Linked DNA regions of Mus musculus: region 1 is linked to region 2. The links are chromatin contacts, called in public capture Hi-C maps. All regions are on one chromosome and are shown on one strand. Each heading gives the region's core, a stretch centred on a gene start, on an enhancer-like site or on the middle of the called end of the contact. The rest is flanking DNA. Distances are from core to core; before and after follow the strand shown. Region 1 holds the start of Adam8 (a disintegrin and metallopeptidase domain 8). Region 2 holds the start of Adgra1 (adhesion G protein-coupled receptor A1).

What was found. Capture Hi-C pulls out chosen DNA fragments and counts their contacts.
Region 1: a contact with region 2 is called in a capture Hi-C map of embryonic stem cells, with 2.2 times the contacts expected there. The contact joins the promoter of Adam8 here to the promoter of Adgra1 in region 2. A contact is called at or near these places in 1 of 39 promoter capture datasets (embryonic stem cells) and 1 of 9 other capture datasets (embryonic stem cells).

What each region holds. Positions count from the first base shown.
Region 1 is chr7:139,990,188-139,994,135 of GRCm38.p6, forward strand. It overlaps Adam8 (a disintegrin and metallopeptidase domain 8), which reads right to left and starts at 2,375. Exons shown (of 24, transcript NM_001291066.2): 1 at 2,245-2,375; 2 at 1,159-1,259; 3 at 85-161. The coding sequence starts at 2,284.
Region 2 is chr7:139,832,613-139,836,105 of GRCm38.p6, forward strand. Adgra1 (adhesion G protein-coupled receptor A1) reads left to right here and starts at 1,562. Exons shown (of 8, transcript NM_177469.3): 1 at 1,562-1,915; 2 at 2,591-2,785.

The DNA of each region.
Region 1 (3,948 bases), core at 1,125-3,624, 160 kb after region 2:
ATGCCTGGGCCAGGATTCTGGCACACAGGAGCCTACACTTCCCACTGGACTCAGAGATCTACCCAAGGACCAGAATCGGCTTACCTGTTCTTTCGAAGGTGCAGGGTGAAAACGTGCCCGCTGGTCCCAAGAGCATAGCTCAGACTCTCTGGGTACTGGCCCTGGATGGGGATTCTCAGCTTAAGGCCAGGGATTTGCATAGCAGAAAGCCCCAAGCAGAGACCCCCTAGACCCTGAGGATTCGTTAGTTTCAGGGAGGGAAGTAGATGGCTGGGAGCAGGCTGACAGGGAAAGCAACTCTCCCAGGTGAAGCAGAAAAAAAAAAAAAAAAAAAAAAAAGAGTTTGATGGCTCCTTGAGCCATTTCCTCAATCTATTCCCAAGGATGATGGTGATGATGACGGTGAAGGTGATGGTGATGGTGAAGGTGAAGGTGATGGTGAGGATGATAAGAGTAAACAGGATAGGAGTGGCAGCCACTAAATCTGGGCAACATGGGAGTAGGCAAGGTACACAGACTCCTCAGCACCACAATTCCTCAGCTGGCTAAGGTGTCCAGCCAGAGATTCAGAGCAGGTGTGTGCTCCATACTCTGTGACCTTTTACTCCTACACCATGTGTACAACCAGCTCGCCTTAGGGACAGCATACACCAGGAAAGAGGAAAGCCCAGGCAGAGATGTTTCCTGAAGATCCAAACAAGGACAGGGCCAGGAATCTTCCTGGAGGTCTAGAGGCTGTTCTCAGTTCCCAGTTCCAGGAAATCCCAAGCTGAGAGGTTCTTGATGCATACACATAGCTTTAGGGTGAGCAGCTGCTGGCTAATCTAACAAACCACTGCCAACTGAAACTGGGGAGTGGCCCAGGGCAGCACAAACTGCTGTACCTTTCCTGGGTGAGAGGCCTCTCCAGGCTGGGCCAATGGTCTCAAAAGGAGCAAGGAAGTGAGTGGGCTCTAGTGCTACCTTGGGGGCCCTAGGACCCTGTTTTCTGGGGGCGGGGCAGCAGAAGGCAGGAGGAAGTGGTAAACACAGGAGGACCATCGCCATGCCCAGAAGCACAGACAGGTTGAAGTTCTGGAGCTGCGCAGGGCAGCCTCCAGAGACTGCCGGTCCTTTTAAAGACACAGGTTGTGTGGCCAGGCTAATGGGTAGACTTACCCAGTGGGAGGGCAGGGCTCTGCGGGAGCGGGATGCAGCTAGGCGCCGAGGCCAAACCACTTCATACTGTTTCACATGGGGCAAAGGAGGTCCAGGGGCTACTGCTTCAGGAGAAAGGGGGGTCAGAGGTCCAGCAGTGTCTAGCCAGAGTTAGCTCTTTTATCTGGGTATTCACCACAAGGCTCAGTGCCAGCAATGGGATCTGACCCCATGGCCCAGATAAGAGCTTTGTGCCTAAACCACCAGCTCCATCACACCAGAGTCAAGCTGTCTGAGCCCAGCACACCTGGGCACAGTGCCCCCAGAAGAACCTCATCCACTCACCCCACCCTTCCCCAGTGCCTGTTTGAACCTACACAGGCAGAACACATGTAGGCCCTATGGTCTGCCTGCCAGACATCTAGAGTTGACCTTAGCTACATGATCGTAGCTAACTGATGAACACACACCCTCCCTCAGGCTTTTCTCTCCCACCGGAAAACTTCCTGCTCAACAACTGATGGGGGACTGGTTTAGAGAGCACCTATCTGTAGGCAGGTCCAGTTTTAGAGACCACCTGCTGATCTCTTGCATAGGCAAGGGGCACAGCCACTTAACCCCAGGGTTGAGAGGTAAGAGAAGAGACCACTCCAGCCAGGGTCCTCCCAGGACAGGAAAACCAAGCCTCCCAGTGGGAGGCAGGATCCCATGCTGCTAGAGAACTGGGACCATCGTGCCTCTAGCTTCTGTCCCCGCCTAGCTAGAGTTATGCATCCCCCAGGATCCCAAAGGTGAACCTTGCTGCCTGGGACTCCTACAGCAGCAAGGGAAGCTGTCCTGTAAGTGCCACGCCTAGTGATGTCACTACTGTTCCTGTAACTAGCTCAATGAAAAAAGAAAAATCCCAGGAAACAATTTCTCTCACATTTCACTTTTGAAAAAAAAAAAAAATCTCAATTCTGACTTTTTCTGTTCCTACCTACTTTCTCCATACCCAGGGACCAGACCAACTCCAGGGAGGCAAGGTGAGCTGATCATGGTACATGGCCACTAGGCACACCACCAAGCAATGAATAGGCTCCTTGAAATCAAGTAGTCATCACTCACCTGGTGTCCATAAGACGCTGAGCAGCCAGAGGCCAAGCATGATGGGATCTGGAGCACACTAACCCTAGAGGTTCCACAAAGTACTCTCTTCATCACTGGCCTGGTACTTCTTTCTGAGTGCCCTTCCCACTGATCGGAACTGGCCAATCACTGGACCGCGGGGCGGAGCAAGGCGGGGCAAGAAGTACACACCTCTATACCAACACCCAGTTGGCAGCAACCAGCCTCCAGGGCAGTCTGGAGTTACAGAGGCCCCTCCGAAGTAACTTCTAGGTAGCTCCTATTGATCTCCCATGATTTTGGACAAAATTCATGGGAGATGGAGATGGTAAACAGACCAATTTGAGCAACTCTGCAGTTCTACAAGCTCCCAGTCCTGGTGGGGAGATTGTGGGATTGCCTCCCATGGCAGAGCTTTGGGAGTGCTAACTGGGTGGAGTCTAGCTGGAGGAAGATGACTTTTGGAGGGGAAGTGACTTATGAGCCTGAAATTTCAGAAGGGGACCCTTTGACTTTCTGGGCACTTGAAAGATGCAGACAGGGGCAAGAAAGGCAGTGTGGGCCCAGGACCAACTTGTGGGAGCTGACATTCCCAAAGCTCCTGCCCGGCTCCACGAGGCTTCTGAGGCCTCACTGGAGAGGCATATGCAGGGAGGAACCTGACTGATCCTTTTTTTTTTTTTTAAGATTTATTTATTTATTATATGTAAGTACACTGTTGCTGTCTTCAGACACTCCAGAAGACAGCATCAGATCTCATTACAGATGGTTGTGAGCCACCATGTGGTTGCTGGGATTTGAACTTGGGACCTTCGGAAGAGCAGTCGGCGTGCTTAACCACTGAGCCATCTCGCCAGCCCCCTGACTGATCCTTTGAGGTCCTACCTAACCTGTTAGGGGGTCCCGAGGCACCAGGCTCCTTTCCTGGATTCTGTCTTTCATGTCCTCAGGGTAGAGCTGACTCAGAGCCAGAGCTCTCAGCACCCCTACCATGGCCTGGCTTCCAGCTTCTCCAGGTGGGTCTGTTACTGTGGGAACCCAGGGCACTTGGGAATGTAGTCACGCCTGTTTATTATTTGTGGCACTGTTCGCTATACATCCTTGTGGGCACAGCTGTGGTCAGACCTCACAGACTTTACAGTTCTACCCCACAAGGGATAAGTAACCCAAGAGGAAAGGGAGACACCCAAACTACCAACAGAGCCTGACAGCTCGACCATAATGGGAAACTACAGGGTTGGGTTGGAGTCTTAGATCGTACCTAAGAATTTAAGCTGGGGCACACATGCTACTGTCACTCTTCTACCCTTGTGGATAAGGTCAGAAATGTAGCAATGGCTTAGGAATCTCAGCAGCAACCCGCTGCCTGAGGCATCAGCACAGTGTTCACTGCGAGGCTGTAATAGGTAGGCAGCAGCCAGAGCTCTCGGGTAAGGCTGACTTCCACATACACAGGATCTTAAATACTCTTACACTGCAAGTTAGGTGACAGCGAAAGTTCAAGGAAATGTGTTCTTAGTCAAATCAAAGGCAAAATCAAAACCTGTTGCCAGTAGCAACCATTGTCTTGTAAGTCCAACTGCCCATAGTGAAGATGGAGGAACAGTGTATAATCAAAAATTGGGACCAAGTAGGGCGAATTTTGTCTCACACTGGCAGAAATACATTGGAAATGATGGGTACACACTCCATCAGGAAAGACAG
Region 2 (3,493 bases), core at 312-2,811:
CACCATGCAGGTCATCACGGCACCTGTCTCCAGTGGTACCCCAGAGACTAAGCCTGAAGTGATGCCCTCCATGGGCAGCTCCAACCTAGGCCCTGGCACAAATGTAGAGAGGCATATGTGACCATTATGAATGGTTTAGTGCCCGAGTATTTATAAAGCCAGGCCTTGGGCTCTGTTTTTGGAAACTTCAGCTACACAATACAAGGAGATAGACTCCTTCTGGCCACTCCAGGAAGAAGCTGAGAATCATCACTCACGCAGTACATAGAGTCCAGGGGCCAGTAGCCAGGCCTCTTCTGCCTCTCCTGAGGGCCTGGACCACCTGTGACAGACCTGGAGCCCTGAGCAGAAGACCAGTGTCAGAGCCTACTCTGATTCAGAGCCACCTCCCCCTACATACTTCCTGCTCTCCTTTCTGCCCCGTTCCCTATCCACCCGACTAAGACTATCATCCAGGATCCATCAGGGACTTTGGCTGGCCTCCAGTTCCTGGAGAAGAGACTCTGAGAGTTCAGAACACATGGAGGCCTCCATCACTCATAGGGTGCTGAGCAGACAGAATTCCTCAGGGTCAAGTCCCTTATCTGAAGTTCGGGGCTCAGTGTTCCCACTGAGGACTGGGACAGGAGAGTTGACCACACCCCACCCAGAGGTTACACACCACAGGATTTCTAAAACAAAAATCACAATGTCCCTGGGTCTAATTCTATCTTTATGATCCTTTAACTACCTCCCCTGCCCCAGGAACTCTAGCTTCCAATCCTTTAAACTCCAGAGTAGCAAGAACCTAGGGGCCTCCTAGAGTAGACACTAGCTTTAACAGCACCTGAAGAGCAAAGTTGCTAGGTGGGATGGAGGTGCTACAAGAAAAGGAGCCAGGTGGAGAGGGAAGGGAATGGTCCCCAAACAGGTGTCTCCTAATCACAATGTCATGCCAACATCTGCCAAGGGGATAAACTTTGTGAAAAAGCTTGACCTGATCCAACTCTCCCCTCAGGCAACCAGTCTGGGCCAAGCCATCCCACAGCAGATGAGCTGGACTCTGACTCACGCCTCTGTACACTTTCCTTCTCAACACTCAGTCCTTTGGCCCAGGCTTGGAGAAGGGTTCAACACTGGGGTTAGGGAAGACACTTTCTGCCCCGCCAGGCCATGTCCACAGACAGGAGCAGCCCTGCTGACTCATGCTCACACAGTCTTCACCTCAGTTTCGGAAAATTTGGATTTGAACAGTATTTTAATACATGGATTGTGAAGATTCTTCCAAAATCAATTTCCGTTTTCACCTTCCTGTTCCTGCAGCCCTCGAGAGACAGGGATCTCTTTTTAAAATGAAATAACATCATCCTGTCCTCCTTTTGGGGAAAATGCTTTAATGTGAGTTGTCTGAATCGGTTGGAAGCAAGCAGCAAACCCTGGTCGGTTGTCTCTTTAAATCGACTCTGCAGTGTGACGGGCAGCCGGCCGCCGGGCTGGGAAGAACCATTCCCGCTCTGCCGCAGGGAGCCAGGGCACGGCGCTGCCGCGGTCCGCGCCTCCCCCAGTCCCCATGGTTACAGCTCCTGCTTCCCGGCCGGTCCTTCATTCCCCTGGCTGTTGCTGCAGAAATCCGGCGCGCAGGCGGCTGGCGTCCCCCAACCCAGAGCTGGAAACTGCCTGCAGAGAGCGCATTGGATGCCTGCTCTTCTCGGCTCTGACTCACTCCCTCCGGGTGCAGAGCTCCGTCCCCAGCGCAGTGCTCTGGCCACAGCCAGTCGCCAGGCTGCAGCCCTGCAATCTGTTGATAACTCCACTTATAAGCTCCAATCTCATGCCTTTCGTCATAGAAAGCTGTTCCCTAGCACGAGGGACATGCCACATCTCGCCTGTGAGAAGCAGGAGACCTGTGCCTCTTCGGCTGCCTTTACCAAAATAGGTGAGAAGTTGGGTGGCTTTCTCCTGATGTCTGAGAAGGGAAGGGGAGGGGTAGGGCTTGTGCCCAAGCTACTGGCCGGCCACAGTGTCCACTCATGAGGGCCATTTCTGGAGCAGAAACGCTGTGAGAGATTCGGCCACTCTTGCTGTTGGGAAGGTGGATTCTGAATAACTTTGGGTAAGTCTAGAGCTTGGAGCCTTAGCAAGACCACATAGTTCCAGCCAAGCAAGAATGTCCATGCGGGAGACGCCAGCCCTCAAGATCTAGCTACATCAGGCGGCAGCAGCAGCTTCTGCCTGCCAGGTCTTCCTGGGCACTGAGAGATTTACTCAGGTTTATTTGACTCTCTTGATTTCAATTGATAATGCTGGTCTGGCTTGTGCAGCCCGAAATAACCAAGTTACGGTCTTATGTTGGGATGGCGAGCAGAGACTACTTAAGGGATGCTTTCCGGCTGCCAGGAGCCAGGTTTCCTCCCAAGTCCCAAAGCCCAGGTTGTTACCACCTCTCTGGGTGCCTCAGATGAAGCCTGAGCTAAGGACTCCAACAGGCTGGCCAGGTTCATAGGAGCCAGAAAGGGGCAAACTTGGGAAGGGACTGAGTGCCCCCTGAGTATACCTGGGTATTGACCAGTATCAGGCTCCCTTGCACTCTGACCATGCATTGTCTTTGCAGGTGGGTCAGCCTGCAGATCCCCATTCATCTTGACACAGTCACTCTGAGGTAGCCTTCCCAGGAGCTCGACCGTGACTGTGTGGGACTTGACCTTCCAGATGGCCATGGAGGCTAGAGGGGAGAAGGGTGCAACATAGTGGTCGGTGCCAGCAACCCCATCAGTGCGCTTGCCTCCCTAACTCTGCAGGGCTCATGGTGAGTACACAGCCCAAGGGGCCTAAAGCTTTGACCAAAACCCTGCCGTTCACATCAGATCAGGGGCTACCATCTCTGTTAGGTGGAGGAGGCCTGGGCAGGAAAGTAAGTTATGGGGTGGTTAGGCACTTAGCAGCTGTCCAGCCTGTGTCAGTCCTGGGGTGGGATAACTCTATGGGGGCAGTGGGGTCTGGCTACATTGAGTCTCTGGCTGCCTGCCAGGGTCTGTCTGCTCACTGGCTCACTTGGTGCTGTTCATACTAATTAGCTGAAGGCACGCGGCAATGTCGAAGCATTTAATCAACAGAGTGGCATCCATCCATGCCCTGGGAAACCTTGTCTAGTCCTAGACTGGGTTCCCTCCCACTCAAGGGGGCCTCAGTCAGGTCACCAAGCCCTTCCTACTGTCCCTGCTCCTCAGAAAGTCAGCCGGCTTTGGCAGCTAAGGCTACAACAGGAGGGGGGAGGGTGTTTCTCTCACACTAGAAAAGGGTAAGAGCAGTGTGGTCAGCGGGTTGGAACAGTGTCCAAGACGTGGCGGGGCCCTTCCTGAAGGCTAAAGCTTGTATTGTGGTTGCTGCCTATTGGTCTCTAAGAAGGCTGACAGCCGAGTAAATAATGCATTGTGTATGCTCCTAAGGGACAGCTGACAGGGGCAGCTAGGGCTGGAGTGCGTGCTGGGAATGCCAATGACCACCAGGATAACAT